2 separate regions of the Ovis aries genome follow, and region 1 is linked to region 2. A link is a contact called in public Hi-C data. All regions are on one chromosome and are shown on one strand. Each heading gives the region's core, a stretch centred on a gene start, on an enhancer-like site or on the middle of the called end of the contact. The rest is flanking DNA. Distances are from core to core; before and after follow the strand shown. Region 1 has its middle 66 kb from the start of FOXN2. Region 2 has its middle 8.8 kb from the start of PPP1R21.

Region 1 (6,880 bases), core at 3,783-6,282, 150 kb before region 2:
CTGGTTCTAGGTGTGAAACTGATTGCATCAATTCAGTGCATTAAGCAAGATTTGGAAAGCAGAAGGGGCAAGCAACAGCTTCTCGTGTTCTTAGCTGTTGTTGCTGACAGTCATAGTCATTGCAACAGCATCCCAGTGTCCAGAGATTAGCTTCACAGACGCCCAAAGGCAGTTGCAGAGGCAGCTTCCTGACCCCAGGGATCCCAGTCTCCGTGGTATATTCTTAGACTCAACACTTCTAGAGGGAGCTCCTGAATCTCCACCTACTTGTGGTAGCTTCTGGCTAGAAAGTTAAGAGGTGATGTTCTAGGGTCATTGGAAACGACCTTGCTTATTCCACTCTTACCAGCCTTCTCAATAATTCTATTAGCATCTATTGTATTAAATGCTCCTGTGGCAGTGGTTTGTTTTCTACTACTAAACTTTACTGAGACAATTGATAACATGAACTTTTAACATATGGAAACTGAAAATCTTACTTTATAATCATAAAAGTAATTTTCTTTATTTGGTCTCTCCTGTACACTGTGTGCTATCAAGGCTTTAAAGGGCTTAAAAATTGAGGATCATCTATGAGCTTCTCTTCTGCATGTGTTAACAACTACTGGCATGTCAAAACATAAACACAAAATCAGGGGCAGAATGGTTTTTTGTTTGTTTTCTTTCATTGTTGTTGTTTTATTTTTTAACTGGAAGATAATTGCTTTACAATGTTGTATTGCTTTCTACCATGAAACAACATGAATCAGTCATAACTATATATACATATATGTGTATGTATATATATGGGATATAGATATATACATGTATATATACAGATATGTATATATATACATATCTATATCTATATATATATCCCCTCCCTCTTGAGCCCCCTTCCCACCCCTTACCCCCATCCCACCCCTCTAGGTCATCACAGAGCATCAGGCTGGACTCAGGGGCAGCATGTTTAACTTTGTTTTTCAAGTTTATCCAAAACATAGGATGAGTGAATGAATAAGTATTAGGGATTATTTTCAATAAACTAGTATATTTTTTAACTGATGAAAGTAAACATGACTGGCAGGGCACAGTGGTCTATTCTACTCTCTAAGAAAAGCCTGTGGGCATCCATTGCAAAGTATGACAGAAATAACTGGGAGATTCTAGGTTTTACTCTCCTCCATTCAGTAACGTGAAATGATTCTCAACAGGCTGAGAAACCCATTAAAACATCTCCTGGCCCATAAAAATAATTGCCTTGTTACCTCTCGATCATGGTAATCCTGTGTGAGATGACAATTCTGGATTTTGTCTCTTTCTACATTGTTCGAAATGTGAATTTGAGAGTGAGTGAGTAAAAGGGAGTGCCACATGAGCAGTTATAGCCTTTGAGTACCACTGAGCACACACTTAACATGTTTGTTTCTGAGGTAGCCTTTCATAATAACATTTAATCCAGTGACATTTTTGCGTGTGCTTTTAGAAAAGAAGCAGTTGAAGGTGGTGGGTAAAAGAGCAAATGTCTGAGAAGTCACAGCTCTCAGCAAACACAGACACACAAGTTTACAATTACCTGGTGGACAACAAACAGCAACAAACATCTGATTCTGAGTTTTCAGAGATTTACTCAATTATTAATGAGGTTGCCACTGAGGGAAGAATAAGACAGAATTGCTTTGACTTTCAGATCTATTAAAAACTGGTGGGAGCCTTCCAGTTCTTGACCATATGTGAATTATCCACCTGGCAGATTATTGTTTCCTTGAAATTCAGCCAGCTTAGCCCCAAGTGACCTATTCTGCCTAAGTTATATTTAGCAAATACTAACTTATTTAAACATAGACTATGCAAAATATTTACGAGATGAATATATCCAAGGTAAATATATATATATATGTATATATATATATATATATATATATATATAACATTTCTTAAACTAATGGAAATGTTTTATAAATCATCCAAAGTTTTGGAATTAAAAAATTTGAAGCTGCCAGGGCCCTGAAAGATTTCTTATCCAAGAGTTTCATTTCATAGCTGAGAAAAATGGCATGGTGAGGTTTACTGACTTGCCCAGAGTAACAGTTAATTGTGAAATTAAAATGTTTAAAGCATAGCTTCCCTTCTATTAAGTTTTTGGAAATATTTTTAGGAGTGCCTGCAGTATGGGGGAAATGATCTGCACAGAGTCTCCCTAAGAACAGAGCTGGACTCCGGGGGTGATGGGTTGATGGGGTGTGTGGCTGGGGGAAGGGGAGCCTGCCAGGTGTTCCCTCACTCCGCTCTGTTGCCGGCACTACAAGAAGTCTTCAGAATCCGTCCTCATTCTCTCATTTTACAACTCTCTCTAATTGCTTATTGTTTTTGTGCTATATCTCTTTCCTATGAGTAAACCTTGAATCACTCCCCTCAGTTGCCTTTTGTGAATTACAGACTCTTAGGGAAGAGCTGGGACCAAACAAGGAGTTTGGAGAGACAATCCATAGCCTGAAGAGAGAATACACTACAGCTTCAGGAGGAGAGAGTGGAGGAAGGTTCGCAGTGTGTATTTAATGCTGCTGAGCAGCTGGGCCACAGGAATTGCGAGAATTTATATCATTGAAGGTGCTCAGCAGTGGTTGATAGGGCTCTGCCAGGAGTGAGCAGATGGAGAAAGAGGAATAAGTGTCTGTGCAGCCAGTGAATAAATTCCAGAAGCTCACCTCAGCACCATTGGCTGCCTTTCAGACTAAAGACCCATAACTGGGGACTTAAATGTATTTGCAGATGTACGTAGATTTTAAAAGGAAGTCTGCAGCACCTCACATCCAATACGATGGCTACTATCAAAAAAAAAAAAAAGAGAGAAAGAGAAAGCGAGCGAGAAGAAAGGAAGGAAGGAGGGAAGAAAGAAAGAAAATAACAAGTGTGTTGGCGAGGATATGGGGAAATTATAACCCTCGTGCTCAACTGTGGGAATATAAAGTGACATAGCCACTTTGAAAACTGTATGCAGTTCCCTCAAAATTTAAAAATACAATTACCACATGACCCAGCCGTGGATACCCAAAAGAAGTGAAAGCAAGAACTAGAACCCATGGTCATAGCAACATTATTCGCAATAGCTAAAAGGTAGAAACAATCCAAGTGTCCATCAACAAGATGAATGGATAAACAAATGTGGTATATACATAAAATGGGATATTATTCAGCCTTAGAAAGAAATTAAATTCTGACACTTGCTGTAACGTGGATAAACCTTGAGGACATTTTGATAAGTGAAACGCAGCAGTCATAAAAAGACAAATACTGTGTGCTTCCATTTATATAAGGTACCTAGAATACTCCAACTCTTAGAGATAAAAAAGTAGAATGGTGATAGCCAAAAGGGTTAGGGTAAAGGTGAAATAAGGCTTCCCTGGTGGATCAGTGGTTAAGAATCTGCCAATGCAGGATACGTGGGTTCTATCCCTGAGTTCAGAAGATCCCCTGGAGAAGGAAATGGCAACCCCCTCCAGTATTTTTGCCCAGAAAATCCCAGGACAGGGAAAACTGTCCCTGTTGGGTCACAAAAGAGTAGGTCATGAGTTAGCAACTAAACAAGAACAATAAAAGGGAGAATAGGGAGTTAGTGTTTAGTAAGTACCAAGATTCAGGTTTACAATAGGAAGAGAGTTCTAAAGATGGTTGCATAAAAATGTGAATGTACTTAATGCCACTGAACTAAGATGGCTTTTTGCTCTATGGATTTTACCAAACTTTTAAAAATGTTTTTTTTTTTTTTTACAACCATACTTCTTATAAAAAAAAAAAAAAAAAGAAGTCTGTAGTATTCCTGCACTGTGTTAACTGAATTTGTAAAGGATCTTTTTAAATCAGAAATGAAAAATCAAAGCTTATCTTCATTTATTCTCTTCTTTTTTCTTTCTTTCTTTCCTTTCTTCCTTGATGTCTCCCTACTTCCTTCCTTCAAATATCTGTAGGCTACGTAACATGTGCCAAACATTGTTTGAGGCCCTAGGAAGCTCAAAGAAAAGATACCACACCCTGATCACAGTCCAGCAGTGGAGATGTGCCCAGATAAACAGACATGTTTATGTGACCAAGGCTCTAACAGAGACTCTCAAACTGTCAAGGCAGCTCAGAGAAGGGATACCTAATACAGACATGGAGATGTGAGGGAAGCTTGATGCAATTTGGAATTCCTAGGAAGAATCTTGAGGGGTAAAAAGAAGTTAGCCTGCTAAACAAGGAAAAATTTGAGTCATCATAACAATATTAGTGATAGCATATTTTATAGTAACAAAGCTGCAATTCATATACTATTTATTCAATTGGTGTCTATTAAATACTAGGTGCCAAACACAGTTCAATGTGCTGGAAATATGGAGATGAACAAGATAAGTTCCCTCTGTCATGAAGCTTAGAGGAGATAGTCAATGAATATATAGACAAGTGGCTCAGTTGGTCAAGAAACCTCCTGCAATGCAGGAGACCTGGGTTCGATCCCCAGGTTGGGAAGATCCCCTGGAGGAAGGCATGGCAACCCACTCCAGTATTCTTTCCTGGAGAATGCCCATGGACAGAGGAGCCTGGTGGGCTACAGTCCATGGGGTTGCAAAGAGTTGGACATAACTGAGCAACTAAGCACAGACACAAATACATAATTTATTATAGTAAAGGTTCTGGAAAACAATAGGGTAAGGGGAAAACAAAAGGAGGATTGGGATGAGGGAAAGAATGTTACTAATTTTTATATGTGGCTGGAGAAGGCCTCACTAGTATATTGGCATTTGAGCAGAGGACTAAAAGTAAGGGCAGAAGGAACCCTAGGCAAAGACATGGAGGAGGCCAAGGTAAAAGTAAATGCTAAGTTCTTGAGGTGAGCACATGCCACATGTGTTAGGAGGACAGTGTAGTTGAAGAAGGAGGAGGGAGGGGAAGAGTACTGGGAGAGGAAAGGATGGGGGTTGGGAGGAAGACAGTGTTCCCCTTACGTAGTGGGGCATTAAGGCCATGATAAGGACGTTGGTGTGTGAGATGAAAGCCACTAGAGGGCTCTGCATAGAGGAATGACGTGACCTGACTTAGGTCTTAAAGGGATCATTTTGACTGCTCTGTTGGGAAGATGGGAAGAGGCAAGGGTGCAAACGGTGTCACCAATTAGACGACTTTGGCAATAATCCAAGAGAAATTGATTGACTTGGACTGGATGGCAGCAGATGAAGCTGTCATATTCTAGAAATACTTTAAAGATGAAACCAACATGATTTGCTGATAGATTGGATATCAAGTGTGAGAGAAAACAAAATAGTCATGAGTGGCTCCCAAGTTGTTGGTCTGAACAGCTAGAAGCATAGAGCTGGCATTTACTAAGGTGGGAAAACTGTTAAAAGAGGAGGTTTGAGTTGGGAGTAGGCAGGGAATCAGACATTTGATTTTGGACACATCAAGTTCAAGATTTTTGTTAGATATATATGGAAATATCAACTAATTTATATATAAAGATCCAGAGTTCAGGGTAGAAGTACAGTTACAGATGTAAGTTGAAAGCTCTTGGCTTGTATTGGTTCAAAGCCATGGCAATGGATGACATTCCCAAGAGAGTGAGTCTAGATGTAGAAGAGGTCTAATAATTGAGTCACGGGGTATTTGGTGCTATTCCAATAGTCAACGGTTAGAAAAATGAGGGAGAACCAGCAAAGAAGACTGAGAAGGAATAGGCACAGAAATAAAAGGAGAGCTAAGAGACTCTTCAAAGTCAAATGAAAAGACTTGTTTTGAGGAGGAAGGGGTGGGCAATCGTGTCATGTTGATGGCAGGTCAAGATGGATGAGAGTTGAGATTGGACCATTGCATTTAGCAGCACGAAGGTCAGTAGTGATCTTTTCAAAAGTTGCTTTGTTGTAGTGGTGGGAGTGAGTGCTTGGTTGGCATGAAGCTGAGAGAAAACAGCTTTAAACTACCTACATTTTCTAAGCCTTGATTTCCTTATCTATAAAAATGGGCATGTTAGTATTTTCCAAATGGAGTTGCTGTAAACATGAAAGGAAATAAATTATTTGAAGTACCTAGTAAGTGAGTGAAAGTGAAAGTCACTCAGTCGTGTCTGATTCTTTGCAACCCCATGGACTATACAGTCCATGGGAATTCTCCAGGCCAGAATATAGGAGTGGGTAGCCTTTCCCTTCTCCAGGGGATCTTCCCAACCCAGGGATAGACCCCAGATCTCCTGCACTGCAGGCAGATTCTTTACCAGCTGAGCCACAAGGGAAGCAAAGTACCTACCAAAGGTCTAGCAAATATACAGTTGTCCCTTGGTTCCAGTATCCTCCACAAACTCCACAAATGTTGAAATCTCTAATGTAAAATGGTCTACTGTTCACATATAATGTAAACATATCCTGCCATATATTTAAATAATCTCTAGATTACTTATAATACCTAACACAATGTAAATGTTATATAAAAAGTTGCCAGCATGCAGCAAGTTCATGTTTTGCTTTTGGAAACTTTCTGAAATTAAAAAAAAATTTTTTCAACCCCCCTGGTTGGTTGATTCTGCAGAGGCAGAACATGAAGATCTGGAGTGGTGACTATATTAAGTATTTTTATTTTTTATAATTTTGTTTTTAGATTTCAACTATTCCAGAGGAAAAATAGACAGTTATTGAAACTTACCATCATCTTAAGTCAATCACCTTTTTTGAAAAGCTCAGATAGGAATCGACATAGTTAACTGATTTTTTTCACGTTTTTGGAGAAGGAAATGGCAACCCACTCTCCAGTACTCTTGCCTGGAAAATCCCATGGACGGAGGAGCCTGGTAGGGTACAGTCCATGGAGTCACAGAGTTGGACACGACTGAGAGACTTCACACTTTCACTTTTTTATATTTCTTTTTATAAAATGAGGG
Region 2 (6,170 bases), core at 132-2,631:
GGTGTTAGAGAAGACTCTTGAGAGTCTCTTGGACTGCAAGGAAATCCAACCAGTCAATCTTAAAGGAAATCAGTCCTAAATATTCACTGGAAGGACTGATGCTGGAGCTGAAACTCCAATACTTTGGCTACCTGATGTGAAGAACTGACTCATTTGAAAAGACCCTGATACTGGGAAAAATTGAAGGCGGGAGGAGAAGGGGGCAACAGAGGATGAGATGGCTAGATGGCATCACCGACTCAATGGGCATGAGTTTGAGTAAACTCCAGGAGTTGGTGATGGACAGGGAGGCCTGGCATGCTGCAGTCCATGGGGTCACAAAGAGTCAGACACAGCTGAACAACTGAACTGAACTGAAGAGCTTATGCTGTATCCCTATGATTTTATGATCTGCCTCCCCCAGCAGATGGCTGTTGGTGGGCTCTTTGAGGTACTTCCAACACCTATCCCAGTGCCTGGCACACACCACTCCCACTAATATCAGTGAACTAGTGTGGGTTGCCTGTTCCAGGGGCTCTTCCTGACCCAGGGATTGAACCTGTATCTCTTGCATTTCCTGCATTGGCAGGCGGATTCTTTACCACTAGTGCCACTTGGGGAACCCCCTCAATGAACCCATGAAGGTATAAGTGAATGGTGACCAGAATGTAATTCCAGTGTAATTACATTCTGGAACGTAATCCCAGAACGGATTCCTCTTCTCATCAGGGACACCTTTCTGCTGATGGCTGTGTTGGGAAGGCCTGCAGGTGAGAGAGAGTCGGCCCTCCTTTTCTCATCCTCTCCCTCAAGCCCCTTGTCCTCTGGGGCCTTGCACAAGGGGCAGGAATGTGGCCTTGAATCCACTGGTCTCTTGGAACGTGGCTGGAAGGAACAGGAGTACCTAGGATGTGCTGGAGAACCTGCTTCCGGGGTTTGTAGAACACATGGCACCACCTCTTCGGGCTCTTCTCCAGCCCAGAGGTTCCTAAGGCTACATCTCCTGGCTCAGGAGGCTGCCAGAGAGGCCCCCTGTCTTCCCACCGAAGCCCTGTCCATGAAGGCCAGCCTACCCAGAACAAAGGAGAGGCTGCGCCCTGTTGAGAGGGGTGACTTGTCTCCTTTCCCAGCCATCAGGTGAGGAGGAAGGGTCCACACCCTAACTCTAAGCCTCAAGGGAATACCGGATGTCCCAACGCATTCTGCAGAAAGACTTAGTAATTTTCCAGTTACTAATTTGCCTTGCCTGTTCTGTTCAAACAGGCTACTTGTTTCCTCAAAAAGAATCAGGTATAGTGGGATGAGGTCACTAGAGACGTGCCTAAACAACTACAAACACTGGCCATAGTTCGTGCGGAAGCACTCATAACCAGCCACTCGGACTGTCTGTCGTCTGATTTTTACCTTTTCTAAACAAATTCGGTGAGGGCGCGCCCCCTGCTGGCAACACGAGATTATATCAGGCAGAAACCTCTGCTGGAACAATTAATTGGGCGTCAGTTCAGTTCAGTTCAGTCGCTCAGTCGTGTCCGACTCTTTGCGACCCCATGGACTGCCGCACGCCAGGCTTCCCTGTCCCTCACCAACTCCCAAAGATTACTCAAACTCATGTCCATCGAGTCGGTGATGCCATCCAACTATCTCATCCTCTGTTTTCCCCTTCTCCCGCCTTCAATCTTTCCCAGCATCAGGGTCTTTTCAAATGAGTCAGTTCTTTGCATCAGGTGCCCAAAGTATTGGAGTTTCAGCTTCAACATCAGTCCTTCCAATGAATAGTAAGGACTGATTTCCTTTAGGATGGACTGGTTGGATTTCCTTGCAGTCCAAAAGACTCTCAAGAGTCTTCTCCAACACCACAGTTCAACGGCATTAATTCTTCAGCGCTCAGCTTTCTTTATAGTCCAACTCTCACATCCATACATGACTGCTGGAAAAAGGAAAGCTTTGACTAGATGGACCTTTGCTGGCAAAGTAATGTCTCTGCTTTTTAGTATGCTGTCTAGGTTGGTCATAGCTTTTCTTCCAAGGAGCATGCGTCTTTTAATTTCATGGCTGCAGTCACCATCTGTAGTGATTTTGGAGACCCCCAAAATAAAGTCTTTCACTGTTTCCGTTGTTTCCCCATCTATTTGCCCTGAAGTGATGGGATTGGATGCCATGATCTTAGATTCTCTGTGCTATATAGTAAAGTTTTATTGCTTATCTATTTGATGTATAGTAGTTTGTACCCATTAATTCCATACCCCTAATTTCTCCCTCTATCTTTCCCTCTCCTTATTGGTAACCATAAATTTGTTTTCTATATCTGTTACTCTGTTTTTATTTTGTATATATATTCATTTGTATTAGTTTTTAGATTTCACATATGAGTGATATTGCTTATATTTGTCTTCCGCTGACATATGTCACTAAGCAGAATATTATTTAGGTCTATCCACATTACTGCAAAAGGTAGGATTTCATTCTGTTTTTATGGATGAGTTATAGTTTTATATATACTGATCTAAGAAAATATTGCCATGATTTATGTTAGACTGTTCCAGTTATGTTCTCTTCTAGGAGTTTCATGCTGTCATATCCTACATTTAGATCTTTAAACCATTTAAACTTATTTTTATGTATGGTATGAGGGAATGTTCTAATTTCATTTAACATGTAGCTGTTCAGCTTTCTCAGCTCCAATTGTTAGAAATTTTTAAAAGGCTAAGGTAAGAAAAGCTTTTATAATTAAGTGCTATTCAAAATGTAAATATAAGAATTTGCTCACCTGGCTTTAAGAAAAAATGTCCCTAATATAGAAGAACATTGATATATCAATGGACTTGGATAGATAGTGGGCTAAAAGTAACACCGTCCATTGGATTTTCCAGGCAAGAATACTGGAGTGGGTTGCCATTTCCTTCTCCAGGAGCTCTTCCAGACCCAGGGATTGAACCCGGGTCTCCTGCATTATAGGGAGACGCTTTACCGTCTGAGCCACCAGGGAAGTCTCTTGCTTAATAATAGTAGCTGCTGCTGCTGCTAAGTCACTTCAGTCGTGTCCAACTCTGTGCGACCCCATAGACGGCAGCCCACCAGGCTCTCCCGTCCCGGGTAGCTACTAACATTGTAATGATAGTAGCTACTAATGTTTATGAAACATTTCCTATTGAGTTAAGTTAATTGTCTAACAATGATAATCTATTAGTTACAGAAGAAATAAGAGTGCCAGTTGTTCTGAGCATGGGCTTCAATTGTGGCATGCGGGATTTGTTGCTGCATGGCATATAGAATCTTAGTTTCCTGATCAGGGACTGAACCCACATCCCCTGCACTGCAAGGCAGATTCTTAACTACTGGACCACCAGGGAAGTCCCCAGGAGTCATTTCTTAAGTGCTCGCTGCATTAGGAAAATAAAGATGAATTAGACCCAGACTCTGTGAGACCTCAGTGGCCTAACAGATGAGTTTTCCTTCAGTAGTTCCTGGGTCTTGCCTCGCACAGTCAGGAGTTCCTGGGTCTTGCCTCACACAGATGTTTACAGTCTTTGTTGTGAAAATAAAAAGAGCACCCTGAAGCTGTAGGGAACACTCCAAAGTTAGGTATCCTCTGTCCTATACACAGGTGGCACACTTGTAACCAGCTGTGGAGTGGGGGGAGCCCACATTTGTAGCATCTGCCTATTTCCACAGTGTAAATCCTCCATCATGGCCAGTTTCAAGCTACCAACATGATGTCACTGAATGCAGAGTTGCCAAGATAGGCATAGCACATCACTGTATTGTATTACATAGATACAGTAAAAGTAAATAATTTCAAGAGCTTAGATAATAGTTATATATAGCAAATATAGTGAAATAAGAAAGTGATGAATTTAGAGTATTTATGTTTGTAATATAACTTATTTAACACTCATATAGTTTAATCTTCAGTGATGGCTGTGTTCAATAACTAATTTGCACAGCTCCTGAAAAGTTAACAAATGGTTCTTTCAAGCTAGTAGGAGCCTGCTCCCATGCACCACTGATTTACCTGTCACAATACTGCAGTGTAGCCACGGTCATATACAACATGTGGCTGGGAACTGGAAGCAAAGTGGGTGGGATGACTTCAACCCATGGATGATCAATGACCTTGGGTCACAGTAGAAGGAAGGAGCTGGGTGTAGCACTATGAGTTACCTCAGTTATGCAGGTCATTTAGTTTCCTGTTAATGGTGTATTAAATTTCTCCAAACTTAGTGGTTGAAAATAACACATATTTGTCATCTCACAGTTTTGGAGGTTATTAGTCAGAAAGGGGTCTCACTGAGCTAAAATCAATCTCTTGGCAGGGCTGTGGTCCTTTTGGAAGCTGTGATCTCTAGCCTTTCACCAGCTTCTAGAGACCATCTGTATTCCTTGGCTTTGTGGACTCCTTCTCCATCCTCAAAGCCAGCAACGTTGGTCTGATTCCTTTTCATGCTCCCATCTCTTTGGTTCTCTCTTTGGAAAGCTGATTAGCAAACTTAATTTCATGTGTAACCTTAATTTATGTAACTGAAGGTATACATACAATATAAATGTGAGAGACTAGAACATGGTTATCTTTGAGAGGCTATTTTTTCTGTCTAACCTAGAATGTTATGTCTGCAGCTAGTTCTGCACAGACAGGGCCCCCAAACCCTTCTGGAGAAGTTGCTTAGAGTCCTAACAGGTGGGATACATGAAGGATTTCATGAAAGCTGCTGATTTGCCTCAGGTAATTTCAAATGGCAATAAGTTTTATGGTGACAATAAAACAGAGCAGAGAGAGATGGGAAAGGGAAATATCTAAGTAGATGCTCAAGAAATGTCTCTCTGAATTGGCAGTGTGTGGGCTAGCACCTGAGTGTTGAGAAGGATGCAACTGTACTCAGTTCTGGGAAAGGCCAGGCTAAATATAATGAGCAGCAGCACCAAGGAAGGGCTGGCGGTATCTAGGGTTTAGCTCGTTTAGCTCCCCCCTTGAGCTCCCTTGAACCATCCTAAATAAGTACAGTGGGTTCACTATCCAAACTCATTTCTACATGTCTCCTATTCCAACTAGATCTAGCCTTGTAAATTCTCCCTACAGAGAAATTCTGGAGTGCCACTGGAAAAAAAACAGGTACAAAGTTTTTGAAGACTGAGGAACTGAAAGTATAGGAGGTGAGGGGTGATCAGTCAGGCGTTCAGTCACTCAGTCGTGTCCGACTCTTTCCAACCCCATGAATCGCAGCACACCAGGCTTCCTTGTCCATCACCAACTCCCGGAGTTCATTCAGACTCACGTCCATTGAGTCAGTGACGCCATCCAGCCATCTCATCCTCCGTCCTCCCCTTTTCTTCCTGCCTTCAATCTTTCCCAGCATCAGTTCAGTTCAGTCGCTCAGTCGTGTCCGACTCTTTGTGACCCCATGAATCGCAGCACGCCAGGCCTCCCTGTCCATCACCAACTCCCGGGTTCACTCAGACTCACATCCAATTGAGTCAGTGATGCCATCCAGCCATCTCATCCTCTGTTGTCCCCTTCTCCTTCTGCCTCCAATCCCTCCCAGCATCAGTCTTTTCCAATGAGTCAACTCTTTGCATGAGGTGGCCAAAGTACTGGAGTTTCAGCTTGAGCATCATTCCTTCGTAGATTGTTCTAATATAAGGCCCTCAGTAAATCAGGCTTCTCTTTGTTCATACTCTTTACAATTGACCTTCCTCCTCCTTCTGTCAAGAGGCAGTGTGTATTTCTCCAGTCCCTTCAATCTAGTCAGCCAGACTGATGATCTGGCCATGTGATTTGCTTTGATTAACAGGATGTGGCAGGAGTGAGGTACAAACTCTAGAGCCTAGACCTTAGGAAGGCTCAAGGCTTGGCTATTTGCCCTTTTGGAACATGAAGTGGGGAGGTCACAGCAACTAGAGTATGTAAAGCCTTAGTAGCATGGTAAGGAATATGGACTTTGTTCCCAGTGCTCTGTGGGTTCTTGAAGGTTTTAATAAGAATGTTATGCTTCAGAGTATCACACTGGGTGCTCTGCGGAGGAAAGATTGCAGCTGGGCAAGGATGGAAGAAGGGATACCAGTTAGAAGCCTTTCTGAGGCATCTAGACAAGAGATGGTAGCAATGGAGGTGAGAAACAGTGGACAATGGATTGGCTTGGGAAGAAAATAGTGAATAACAGTCTTCTTTCTAAAAATGCAAGGCCACATAAGTACAT

Evidence for each region. A called contact is a pair of places that touch in the nucleus more often than the background predicts.
Region 1: a contact with region 2 is called in a Hi-C map of liver, with 3 times the contacts expected there. The contact joins two enhancer-like sites. A contact is called at or near these places in 8 of 16 Hi-C or Micro-C datasets (blood, liver, mesenteric adipose tissue and 3 more).

Annotation. Positions count from the first base shown.
Region 1 is chr3:76,207,498-76,214,377 of ARS-UI_Ramb_v3.0, reverse strand. No RefSeq gene overlaps it. Among named protein-coding and RNA genes, the nearest start is that of FOXN2, 66 kb to the right of the region's middle. Within about 2 kb of position 5,032, at least 3 of the 54 cell types and tissues checked have an H3K27ac peak or open chromatin away from gene starts, as enhancers often do. A contact at or near this core is called in liver, where this site is marked.
Region 2 is chr3:76,057,037-76,063,206 of ARS-UI_Ramb_v3.0, reverse strand. No RefSeq gene overlaps it. Among named protein-coding and RNA genes, the nearest start is that of PPP1R21, 8.8 kb to the right of the region's middle. Within about 2 kb of position 1,381, at least 13 of the 54 cell types and tissues checked have an H3K27ac peak or open chromatin away from gene starts, as enhancers often do. A contact at or near this core is called in liver, where this site is marked.